Regions from separate parts of the Mus musculus genome. Here regions 1 and 3 are each linked to region 2. Evidence: chromatin contacts called from public Hi-C and promoter capture Hi-C data. All regions are on one chromosome and are shown on one strand. The core of a region is the stretch at or near the end of the contact, and the rest is flanking DNA. Distances in the headings are between cores, read along the strand shown.

Evidence for each region. Promoter capture Hi-C pulls out the DNA fragments that hold promoters and counts their contacts. Hi-C and Micro-C count contacts between places; a contact is called where the count stands out from the background.
Region 1: a contact with region 2 is called in a promoter capture Hi-C map of the 3T3-L1 cell line, with 2.6 times the contacts expected there. The contact joins the promoter of Ehd3 here to the enhancer-like site in region 2. A contact is called at or near these places in 4 of 39 promoter capture datasets (the 3T3-L1 cell line, 3T3-L1-derived adipocytes, hippocampal neurons and 1 more) and 1 of 9 other capture datasets (adipose tissue).
Region 3: a contact with region 2 is called in a Hi-C map of the 63-12 cell line, with 4 times the contacts expected there. The contact joins two enhancer-like sites. A contact is called at or near these places in 1 of 15 datasets of contacts at CTCF or cohesin (large pre-B cells), 3 of 484 Hi-C or Micro-C datasets (the 63-12 cell line, the BV-2 cell line and large pre-B cells) and 1 of 9 other capture datasets (embryonic stem cells).

The regions. Positions count from the first base shown.
Region 1 is chr17:73,802,668-73,806,528 of GRCm38.p6, reverse strand. It overlaps Ehd3 (EH-domain containing 3), which reads right to left and starts at 1,688. Exons shown (of 6, transcript NM_020578.3): 1 at 1,060-1,688. The coding sequence starts at 1,286.
Region 2 is chr17:74,018,092-74,022,106 of GRCm38.p6, reverse strand. It overlaps Srd5a2 (steroid 5 alpha-reductase 2), which reads left to right. Exons shown (of 5, transcript NM_053188.3): 4 at 573-723. Among named protein-coding and RNA genes, the nearest start is that of Gm24475, 19 kb to the right of the region's middle. Within about 2 kb of position 1,361, at least 22 of the 459 cell types and tissues checked have an H3K27ac peak or open chromatin away from gene starts, as enhancers often do. A contact at or near this core is called in the 63-12 cell line, where this site is marked.
Region 3 is chr17:73,873,020-73,877,269 of GRCm38.p6, reverse strand. No RefSeq gene overlaps it. Among named protein-coding and RNA genes, the nearest start is that of Ehd3, 70 kb to the right of the region's middle. Within about 2 kb of position 1,444, at least 24 of the 459 cell types and tissues checked have an H3K27ac peak or open chromatin away from gene starts, as enhancers often do. A contact at or near this core is called in the 63-12 cell line, where this site is marked.

The DNA.
Region 1 (3,861 bases), core at 439-2,938, 220 kb after region 2:
TGTCAACTCTGCTGCTCTCCTTGACAAGCAAAGCACGTGGCTCTGTAGATCATGATGCCAATCCAGAAATATGAGGACTGCTGCTTTAAAGCCCTCTGCAGATGGGTGCCCTTGACTCTGGGAGGATACGGCACCTGTAAGAGTGTGACCTCTTAGCCCAAAGGGCCATAAGCAGCCTCCAACCTTTGGAATATGTGTACCCCTCAACCTTTGAAAAGGGCAGCCTGGCTTTGCAGTCTGTATGCAGTAAAGATTGAGAGAGGCCTGTTCTTCAGAGCTATTGGATTTTTCTGACTTTCTCTCTGAATGCTTGCAGCCCCCAAAATCTATCATTCAACGGAATGGAAGACTCCCTGTTAAAGTTACAGGCACGTAGCTAACATTTTTCACAGGCACCGAGGGCTGCTTCCATCTTGTGCAGCTCTAAACCATCACGTATCCTCCCATCACCTCTGCTATCTCACCTGCAAAGTCAAGGGCCAGATGAGGCATCTTAGTATCTCCTCTACTTCTGTAAGCTGCTTTATTATTATTATTATTATTATTATTATTATTATTATTATTATTATTATTGAACTATTAAGTTCAAAGAAGAAACTTATTAAAAGTATTCTGCTTCTCTAAGAGACAGCCCTAAAAGCACTGTCAGAGAGAAGGAAAAACGGTAAAAGAATAAATGACCCCAGGGTCTCCAGTTCACCCCCATCCCCAGGCCCGCGACCATGAGAACAACTCGGCTGCAAAGGTAAGGCTCCCCGGGATAATCCCAAGCCCTTCACGAGATAAGAGATTCTAGTCAAAAGGAGGGTTACGGTATCCCCACCTTCATTAGGAGTCTGGTTCCTTCTGTGCCTCAGTTTCAGTGCCCAGATCAGACAACAGGGATGACTCTTAATAAAATGACCAGGGCTAAGAACTGAGGAGGGACATCATATAGGAATCAATGGGGGACTCGGTAGTAGGATCAACTTTTGAGGCCTCCCACAGGGATTTCTTCAGAGCCCTTAATGGAAGACTTTCCACGTCACCCGGAAGGCTCAGCACCCAGATGAGGCTCACCTGATGAAGGTGGTCTTGCCGGTAGAGTACTGGCCCACCAACAGGACCATGGGCTTGTTGTCGAAATCAGCATCTTCCAGGGCGGGCGAGTGGAACTCGTGGAAGCGGTAATACTCTTCCAGAGGCAGCAGCTTGGTCTTGTAGAGTTTTTTGAGTCCATCGCTCACCGTCTGGAAGACCTCAGGGTCCTTCTTGCGGCGATCATCGTTACCCAGCCAACTGAACATTGTGACAGCTGGGAGGAAGCTCCCGGGAGTGGCACCCGCCTAGCTCGAACAACGCCGCCACTACTGCCTTACCAGAGCTCGGGGCTCAGACGCACCATGGCCCGGGCTGCCCCAGCTGCTGGATTCAGTCCAGTCCCAGGTTCATCCACAGCCCGGTTGGAGAGAAGGATGCTGTGGATTGTGTCAAGAGAACTGCAACCTTGGAAATTAAAGACAAACCTGCCGGGAAGCCGAAGCCTGAGTTCCAGGTCTCCCCAGATAGATGACTAAAGGATGCTCGAGCTCCGCTACTGCGGAGCCCAGGCTGCGCCGGGTAGGCAGCGGCTCACACAGCTCCGCATCCGCAGCAGCATCCCGCCGCCCCCGGCGCGCGTTTAAATGCCAGACGTGCAGGAAGTCCCCGAGAACTGGCAAAACCCGGCCAGCTCCACGGTCAGGGCGACGCGAAGCCAAGGAGGGCGCCGCCATGTCTATGGGCAGGCGCTCTGCGGCCGCGCGGACTCTATCTGCAAAAAGCTGCTGCCAGAGTCCTGTGGGAAAGCGCAGGCATTTCTTTCCCAGCCCTGGGGATTTGACTTGGGAGCAGCGCCCTCTCAAGGACGGAGACTAAGACAGCCTTGACCTACTCTACCGTTTTGAGACTCAGTTCCTTTGGTTACTGAGGTCAGTTCCCTGGGGATACTAATATTGGGACCCATTTGGGGAAAATTCTACTGTATTTTCCTTGGGGCATGGAAAGAAGGTGCCCCTGACAAGTGACATAAAATAACCAAAAAATCAGTAACTTATCTTTTCACCAGGCCTGAGGTGAAGTGAAAAACAAACAACAAACAAAAACGGCTTTCCTCTTTCTCTCCTCCCCCTCTCTCCCACTCAATACGGTAGGTAAAACCAGCAAAACACACACAGGCAGGGAGTGCTAAGGGGCAGCGACCTAATTTGACACAACTACATACAAAGCTGAGTCTTTGAGGAGCCTTTTAGGAGATGTAGCAGGGTAGAATTACAACAGACACGAAAAGAGGCAGGCAAATTTCTGAGTTTGAGGCCAGCCTGGTCTACAAAGCGAGTTCCAGGATAGCCAGGGCTACACAGAGAAACCCTGTCTCAAAAAAAAAAAAAAATTAAATTAAATAAAAATAAGAATAAAAAAAAAAGCAAGCAAGCAAGCAGAACCATCTTTTGCTTTTTTCGTGGTCAATTTGAAGGCATTACAGGAAACATGGCTGTGAGATGTCTCTTCAAGGATGAGCTGAGAGAAGACTGGAAGGCATTTGAGGTCACATAAAAAGCCTTCTTAAAAACAATCCAGAGCAGTGTAAAGATTTTGGCAGAGCTACATCCAAAATGGTAGATCGTGAAATGTATGATGGGAACAGGCATGGAAGAATGTGCACACCAAGATAGGAGCCAAACAAGAAATGGGAAACCCATAAGAATATCATTACCAATAATTGCTATGTAACAAAATGCTCACCAAGCACAGGGGTTGCTGAGATCTCAGGAAGCAACATTGTAGCGCCCCTCTGAGGAAGATCGTGCCATTGCCAGCAATGCCAAGAACAGTGATGAGACATTGGCCAGATGTGGCAAAGGGTGGGGCAGCAACAAGGAACAAAGTCAATGACAGTTCTAGAAGGATTCTAACCAGTGAGGTGGCAAGCCTTTCCTCTCTCCTAAGGCAGAGGGCTCCCACTGCCCTCCCTTCCACCAACAAGATAAGGAGCTAATGGACTAGGTCGAGCTGGGGAGTCTGGGAGCATCGTCTGGAGGGGTGGAGGCTGGGAAACTGCAGAACATCAGGGAACAGCGGCAGTGGGGGAGCAGAGGAGGTTAGAGTCAGGAGACTCCGGCAGTAGGATCGACAGTCTGATAAGCGGTGAAGGAGGAAAGGATGGTCACCCAAAGCTTAGAGTGGTTTCAGAGTTTCTTCTGGGAACCAGACAGTTGCAAAGCTCATGCAATGACTGGAGAAGTTGGCAAGGGAGCAGAGTGAGTAGGTAGAGGATCTGTTTGAGCTACGATGGGTTGCCCTTGGAATAAACCTGTAGGCATGGCAGGTAGAGGAGGGGTTTGCTGACACTGTGGGATTTCTGTGGGGACTATTAGAGATGGTGCTGAATAAAATTTCCTTAGTTCAGGTTTCCTGACACTCTTGTTGAACCCAAGAGTGAACTATCTTCTTCTGAGCACTGTAGTCCGCACTGAGAAACCATTCAGACTCATGTTTTACATTACCACCAATGTATGAAGCCAGGAGGCAATATCACAGACATCTCATGACTCGGGTGGAGTTGTCTATGAAAATTAATGAGGTGGAGCTAAACTGTATATTGAACTATGGTGTACAAACAGCTTTGATATTCCATCCACAAGAGGGATTAGAAGAAGGGGGAAGGAGAGGGGAGGCAGGAGGCGGGAAGGGATGGAAACAAATAACCAAACAAATATTATGGGACCTGCCCAGGTGGATGCCTTTTGTAGTGGGTGACATGATGTGGTTTTAGCATGGAGATAGACCAACACAATCATGACACAGTCAAAATGCCAGCAAATTCAGAAACCTCATAAACAC
Region 2 (4,015 bases), core at 112-2,611:
TGGACATAGCTTGGTTTTTAGATAGTTCTGAGAGAGGAAATATCTTGTGGGGTAACTTAGCAGCAGCTGAGTTTTCCCAAGCCAAATATTCACTGCTTTCAACTTGAACAGTGTATAGTGTAGGGGGCCGGGTAGTGGACAATCAGAGGGTCAGACAAGAATCACATCACTCACACATGTTAAGTCTCACTTTGTGGGGCTGGAATGCACCATTAGTGGTTGGCATTTGACCTTGCCAGGAAAGTCTTAGGAAGAAGCTGCCTGAAGAAGTCCTTTCATGAAACGAGACAAAAAGCAGGTCTTCGGCACCTCTTGCTTGTCTTGCTTGAAGCTGGTGGTCCCTTGTAAAGAAACGGGCAGGAAGCCCCTCAGGGAGATAGGGCCACTCCTCAGGATTCCAGAACATTCTCCAGACAAGGGGCTAGTTTCCCTGCGTCTCTGCAAAGCTTCCTCTGAATGCTGGCTTTACGTTCCTTTGCCTGTCTTTGTGCATTTTGGAATGAGACACAGGGATGCAGTGTCACGGTAACGCTGTTCTGAGTGCTGTCTTTTTTTGATTCTTCTGCACACAGGTGGCTTGTTTACGTATGTGTCTGGAGCCAATTTCCTGGGCGAGATTATTGAATGGATGGGCTACGCTTTGGCCACTTGGTCTGTTCCAGCCTTTGCTTTTGCATTTTTCACACTTTGTTTCCTGGGGATGCAAGCTTTTTACCACCACAGGTAAACCTTTAACAGAGAGGTCTGTCTTAGTTTTGTTTCCTGTTGATCTGATAGTGTTTTACAACGAAACAACGTAAGAAAGAAAGGGCCCGTTTGGCTCCATCTTCCGGGCTATGCACGTCAAGGTGGCTGGAACTTGAAGCAGCCGGTCACATTGCCTTTATAGTCAAAAGTAGAAAGCAAAACAAATCAATGCATACATACCATATATGCTCTGTTTGCCCCTCTTCATTTAGACAGTCCAGGGTCCCTCACGAGGGAAATAAGCCTTGCCAAAATTAAGACGGGTCTTCCTACATCAATGGACTTAATCAGGACAACCCTTCACAGGAATTTCTCTGAGGCTATCCTTAATAGAAACAGTCCCTCACAGGTGTGACCAGACTACCCCCTAAGGGTCAGGTTGACAGTTAATAGTGTCACAAGGTCGTTGCATCTACATAGAAGTATTCGTCTCCAAATAAGATTTATTACCACCTGGCTGGAAACTTCAGATAGTGGGTTAAGAGGTGAAAGAAATGTCACGTTTCAGTTCAATTCTCTTCCACTGTATTTCTTGATGTGTCTGTTCTCCAGGGATGAGACCATTGCCAGCCATCACCAAGCAAGGAAAGCAGATGAGCTCCGAGTGCTCCATCTGCTGGTACATGTTGGAACTGCAGGCAGTTAAGGTCCCATTATGCCACACCCCTACCCTCACCCCACCCCCTTGGAGGGTTGGTCTAACAAATCGTTAATCCAGGGGTAGAGAGGGGCTAGGGATCATTGAAACCCTGTCCCTCTCAAGGTAGGAGGTGATAGGACGTCACCTGCTTACTTTCAAGTAACTTTTATAGAAAGATGAATGCCTAGAGACCAAGAAGGAACACATGGATTAAAGGACTGAGCTGAGCGCATCTTAATCTTTCTCCTTGGTGTTTCTGCCTCGCCTCAGTGTTTTTGTCTGGCTAATGATTTTTCTAATAGCTTTTAGGATTAAATGAGGCACAAGCTCCTTTTGAATAGAAACTGAGGCCAGTTTGGAAATAGGCAAAGCAGCAGTTTCTCCTGTGACCTAATCCTACAACTTCCTGTCTCGAAAGGGACAGGGTTTCAAGGTTCACAGCCTTTGAGAGACATGGCAACAGCCCACTTCAGGAGAACCTGCTGTCCATCAGAGGCAGTAAACGAATGACAGAAGTCGGGGCATTGCCTGGTACATGGAGCGTCTCTGAAGAGCATAGACAGAGTTCTCCGTCAATATTTCCACCAGGAGTTTCCAGCTGGTGCAATGTCAAAATCAAATTGAGGCTGTCTGGTTATATTCCTCCCGGAGGGAGAGCCAGGGGTGTCTCTTTTACTAGGACTAAGAGGGCTTTGTGACGGTGCTCCTGAAGCAATGGCAGGCGTTGGCGGGGGAGATGGAGCACACAGGGTCTTTTCAAACCAAAGCAGGGCAGACCGGGCTCTTCTGGCACGCGTGATCACTTTTGTCTTCCAGTTCAAACCCAAAGCACTTTAGCAGAGTGCATTTTGTCTTTATTATGCCTCGAGGGCCATTAGTTTCAACCAGTTAAGAGGACAACTTGGTCAGCATTAATTTCCTCAGGCTGTCACAGGAAAGGACCTCAGCTGCATGGCTTAGAGCAAGGGGAAAAATATCTATCTTCTCAGAATTCTGGAGACCAGAGGTTTGGCCTTAAGGGATAGGCAGGGCTGTGCTCTCTGGAATGGCTTGCTTCCTTGCTTCTTTCTGTTCAGTTCTGGTGGAGACTCACTGTTCTTAGTTCTCCATGGCTGGGGTAGACTCATTCCAATCTCTACCAGTGTTCCTGTGACCTTCTCATCCTATATCTCCTTCATGTCTCTTTGCAGATCTGTGGGATTAAGGGTCCATCCTGCATCAGTATGAGCTATTCCAATTCATTACATATGCCATGACTGTTGGTCCAAAATAAGACTGTATCTTCAGGCATTGGGAGCTAGGACTGCAACCTACCTTTTAGAGGGCAAAATGAGATCCATAGTAGTAGTTGCATCCCCAAACTCCTGGAAGGGATATTTTCAAGAGATGCTGCCGATTCTCTGAAGTTAACGTTGTCCATGCTTTTTGTAAATTTTATTTGTTGTAAGCAGGTGTCTAGTTAGACACAATAATGAGCCTCGTGGCATTTTCATAATTTATAATGTGTTTTTACTATATGCATCTTTTATTTCTATTTTGTTTTCCTCTTGCTCTTACATGTTTTTATCTTATTTTCAAAGGTATACTTTAATTTACGTGGTGTGTGTGTGTGTGTTTGTATGCATATGTGTGTGTGGACACTCAGAAGACGGCATCAGATACTGGAGCTGAGTAATTCGGCAAGGATTTACAAACCTCTGGACATGTGTGCTGGGAACCAAATTCCGGGTTCTCTAGAAGTGCAACAAGTGCTTTTGACTGCTGAGCCCTCCTGTTAGCCCTACTGACTTACCTTTCATGACGAAGGGAGCCTCATTAGAGTTGGTTACAGGGTCCTTGGTAAGGAATTATTTACAAGAGCATGGTGTCCTTACTGGTGGCCACACCACCGAAGGAAGAAAACATCTCTCCCTCCCCAGCAACTATTAGCTGCCTACAGATCCTCAGGGAGGTGTTGGCCCTGTGAACTCCTTCCTTCTAGCTATGATCACCTGCCTGTAGGTCCTAGGGGGAGGGTCTCAGCAGGACAGTGACAGGTTTTATGTGACAGGTTTAATCTTGTGCAGGTTTTATGTGCAGGTAGACTCAGGAGTGCGGATGGTGATGTCATGTTCTATAGCCGGCTGTCTACTTCACTCCATTCCGTCTCTCACATCCCTCCTGTCCCAGTTCCTGTGGTGCTCCAGAGCCTTGGAGAGGGTGATCCACTCATGGCTGGGCGCTTAGCAGTTCCTGATTCTCAGTCCTGTGACTCATTATGAGTCTTTGCCCTTATTGCTGCCCATTGCCAAAAGGAGCTTCTCTGGGCAAAGCTGACAGTAGCCCTGATCTGTGTGTATAAACAGAGTCATTAGACAGAGCTTTGATGGGCACAGCTTCTCTATTTAGCAAAAACAGTTGCAGTAACTTCCCCACTCAGGCTGTGACCTTCCCAGCTATGGGTTTTTGCACCGGTTTTTAGAGTTCCAGATGTGGGTCTCCTCCTATCGAGCAGGCCTCAGGTCCACCCGGAGAGTATTGGATATCTTCATTACTGACTTGCTACTATTACACCAGTTGGCCAAAGTTTTTGGGAGGCTTTGGCTTCCTGTAGTTTTCAGCAAAGTGAGCTCAAAGGAGTACTTTCTT
Region 3 (4,250 bases), core at 195-2,694, 140 kb after region 2:
TTTTAACATCATCAACAGGACTGAGGTAAACATAACAAAGTTGGTTGTTTTTTTTTGTTTTTTGTTTTTGTTTTTTTTTATAGACCTGTGAGGCAGGATGTTATCAGACACTCAGCAGGAATGTGGGAGAGGTGTCTGGATGTAATCATAGCTGGGAAGTGTATTGCCCCGTGCCTTCACAGAGAAGAGGGCTTTTGGTAGAACCACCATGTTCTGTTCTTAACTCAGTGGCTCCTGAAGGCTTTAGGTGGGGCCCTTGGCATACAAAGGAAAGGAGAGGTGCTGAGGCTGTGGCATTGTGGGAGGGCTCCTTGGAGGAAGCGGCATCGTTGTACCAGATATTGACCGCAGTGGGATCAGGTTGGGGGTGGCCCAAGGTGTGAGAGTGACAGGCTGCTGAGCTGGTGAAAGGAGTGACCAGGGAGACATCTCCAGAAGCTGTTGGAAACTTCTCTGGAAGTTTCCTTTGGGATGGAGGCGTGTCGCTGGGGGTGTGGCTCGGTGGTGAAGCACTTGTTTAGCATATGCAAGGATATGGTTTTGATCTTCAGACTAGCCGAATAAATTGTTTTGAGTTTTGGGGTTTTATTTTGCTTCCATGTTGTAGAGGAGGTGGACACAGTATCTCTCCTGCATCCACTCGATCCCGGTTCCTGCCTCTGTTCCCTTCATCCAGCTTCATGAACAAACTAGAACCCCCCTGAGAACGGCATCTCTTCCTCAGGGCTCTCCTTTGGCGGGTGGGGAGTGAATAGGAAGGAGACAGGGGGTTGATGGAAACATTCTGCATGCTGGTTGGGTTACAGGTTTGGCCTCTACCAGAAGTCACGAGGCAGCCACACATTCTGCTACATGTGAGTAAACCTTCACGTTTAAAAATGTAGGCCATTTTGTGTAGGCTTGCAAGTCAAGACCTTGCAAACTGTTAAGAACTCGCCGTGTTTGTGCACGTTAATACAAATGGAGTAAAGCAGAGGCACCCACAGGCCCAGGTTGGGATACTCAGAGGTCCAGCACCTACGCGGATGGGGTTGGTACAGTGAGCCATCCTGGAAGCAGGCTCAGCTCAGGTGAAGCAGGCTCAGCTCAGGTGTGCGGTGATGGGGATGGATGAACACCACACTGTTCCTCTCCTCAGCATCCTCATCTGCGTGAATCCCCACCACAGGCCTGAGACACGTCTGGGTTAGGATCCCATGAGTTAAAGCCCACTGTGGTACCCAATAAGAGACGGGGAGTCCACACATGGCAGCTATTTGGGACCTGCAGGAACTTTCCGGGAGCTTTACCACCAGTGGTTGGCGGCCACTGCGCTCTGTGGTTTCCCCAGGGGGGAGGCAGTGAGTCAACCGCCCCCTCTGGCAAGAAGGGAAAGGAGATAGGGGCTATGGAGGCTACTAACTGCTTATTTCTGAGGACCAGGGAAACCTCAACCAGCTCTGTGGGCTGTGCTTGTCCAGTGTGGCGCCTGAGGGTGGAGTTGATAGAACCCTCTGAGAGACAGGACAGGGTAGAGGAGCTGGCTATCCTGAAGGAAGAGGTTTGGCCTATGATACAACGGGAGGTGCTTTTGTTTCTTTCTCCCCAGGGCAATAAAAGAAAGAAGTGACAATAACTATACTCAGAACCTGACTCAGGGCCACTTAAACATCTTTATCTACTTCCTCCATTCCGTATTTCCCCGTGGAAAATGGGCTGATTCCTTTAATGAGCTCTGACTATTGAGCCCAATTTGGAATGATTGTGTACACACTCATTTCCTCTAGCTTTGGTATTATTTGTATTTGAGCAGTGTGCTGGCTAGTTTTATGTAACCTTGATAGAAGCTAGTTACTGGAAAAGAGGAAACCACAACTGAGAAAAAAACGCCTCCGTAAGATCAGGTGGTAGGCAAGCCTTTAGGCATTTTCTTAATTAGTGATTGACATGGGAAGGTCTAGTCCATGGTGATGGGTGTTATCCTTGGACTGGTGATCCTGGGTTCTATAAGAAAGCAGGCTGAGTAAGCCATAAGGAGCAAGCCAGTAAGCAGCACCCCAGCCCCAGCCCCTGTGGCCTCTGTATCTCTGAAGCTCCCGCCTTTCAGCAAGCAGCACTCCTTCATGGCTTCTGCTTCAGCTCCTGCCTTGATGTTTCTGCCCTGCTTGAGTTCTTGTCCCCACTTCCTTCAGTGATGGACTATGGTAAAGAAGTGTATTCCTTTCCCCCTTATCTTAGTGAGGGGTTTACTGCTGTGAACAGACACCATGACCAAGGCAAGTCTTATAGAGGACAATGTTTAATTGGGGCTGGCTTACAGATTCAGTGGTTCATTCCATTATCACCAAGGCAGGAGCATGGCAGCATCCAGGCAGGCATGGTGCAGGAGGAGCTAAGAGTTCTACATCTACATCCGAAGGCTGCTAGCAGAATACTGACTTCCAGGAATCTAGAATGAGAGTCTTATAACCCACACCTACAGTGACACACCTACTCTAACAGGGCCATACCTTCTAATCCAACTACTCCCTGGGCTGAGCATCTGAAAACTATCACACTCCTCCAACTTGCTTTTGGTCATGATGTTTCATCACAGCAATAGAGGCCCTAACTAAGACAAGAAGTAAGCTGTCCCTCTTCAAGTCTACGTACTTATTAGTGTTTAAGCTTTAAATCTGCACTGCGAATCCATAGTGAAGAACTGGCTGTAGATTATCAGAACCCACGGAGAAGAGCAGCAATGTGAAGGAATGAGGGTCCAGGGTGATATAAATGAGGATTTGTAGTGAATCTCATAGACGCAGGCCTCCACGAATGTTCACAGAATGTTCACTGCATGGCTTCCTTCTCTTCTAGCAATAGCCTCAGGTCCCCTGAAAACCTGGCTAAATTCCTCATGTGGAATGTTGTCAGTGTCCATTGTTGGGACAAAATAACTGAGATTCTTAACTTAAAAGGTGAAGGGTTAATTTTGGCTCTAAATTTCAGTACCTAGTTGATTTGGGCCTGTGGCCACAAAGTATCTGTATGTTTTGGGGACATGAGGTAGAGGAAGACTTATCACCAGGATCTCAACTTATCCTTCCAGGATAAAGATCAACTCTCTTCAACTAGGCTCCTCCCCTTAAAAGATTCCACTGTTTTCCCATAATGCCATACTTTCAGGGTCAACCCTCTGGAGGATATTTGAGATAAGGCTATATATACCATCATGTGAGCTTGTGAATTCTGAATAACCAAATAAACTTGATATTTCACTAGAGAGTTATTTTGAAAATGATCTTTTAATGAAAATTAAGAGAGGATCAGTAGTTTATTAAAGGAATCTTGATAGTGTTCCGTGGGGCTACATATAGTCTGGGAAGCTTCGATGAGAGCAAGTGAATTACTGGAACTTATGGTTCAAAGCACTGCTCCAGGGTCCTGTTACAGAGATTTTGATCCAATGAGTCTACAGGGGCCAGAGAATCTGTATTTTATGGAACATTGGTGGGGATGCTAATGCAGGGAGTTCACAGGTAGAAGCTATCTAAGGAGAATGGGGCCAGGTATGCAGGCACAGGCTAGTCCAAGAACAAGCCCACAGCTGAAGTTTGCCTCTGCCTGTTCTGAGTGAGGAAATGGCTTAGGTTGGTTCCCAGGGAGACAGGAAGAGACAGAATCAGGGTCTAGACAGAGTGAATTGGCTGTCTGTATTGGGGATATTTTTGGTTTGATCTTTTAGTTGTGCAACTTAAAAGGAAGTGATGATCTCTTATAGGTAGGCAGGTATGAAGACTATTTAATAGTCAGGGTTAGAGAGGATTGAAGGGATCTTGAGGAAGAATAGAAGGGCATAAGAAACATAATCAAGGCATGAGGTGGAGTGGTGGTGGGTGGGTAATATACTGATTCCATGCCCCAGGCTGCATATATATTCCATCCCATCCACTCCCACACAGCACTCGGGGATAGGCAAGGACATCCTCTCTCTCCATAGAAGGAGGTGTTGGCTCCTGAAGGCTAACTGGCAAACATGGAGGTCAGAGTTACATTCCGGGAGCATGTGGCCCCAAGCTTTTACTTCTTAATCAACTCACTGATGTAATCACTCATCCATATGTACAAATATCCATTATCCCACTTATCCATCACACGGTCAGCTCTTGCTAAATGCACTGAGGCAGGGGCTGGGACCTGATGGGCCACTGGAAGGACTATGCTCTGGATGTAGACAGGAAATGATCAGAGACTCGCTCAGCCATCACTTGGCAAATAGTCATAAGATCTCA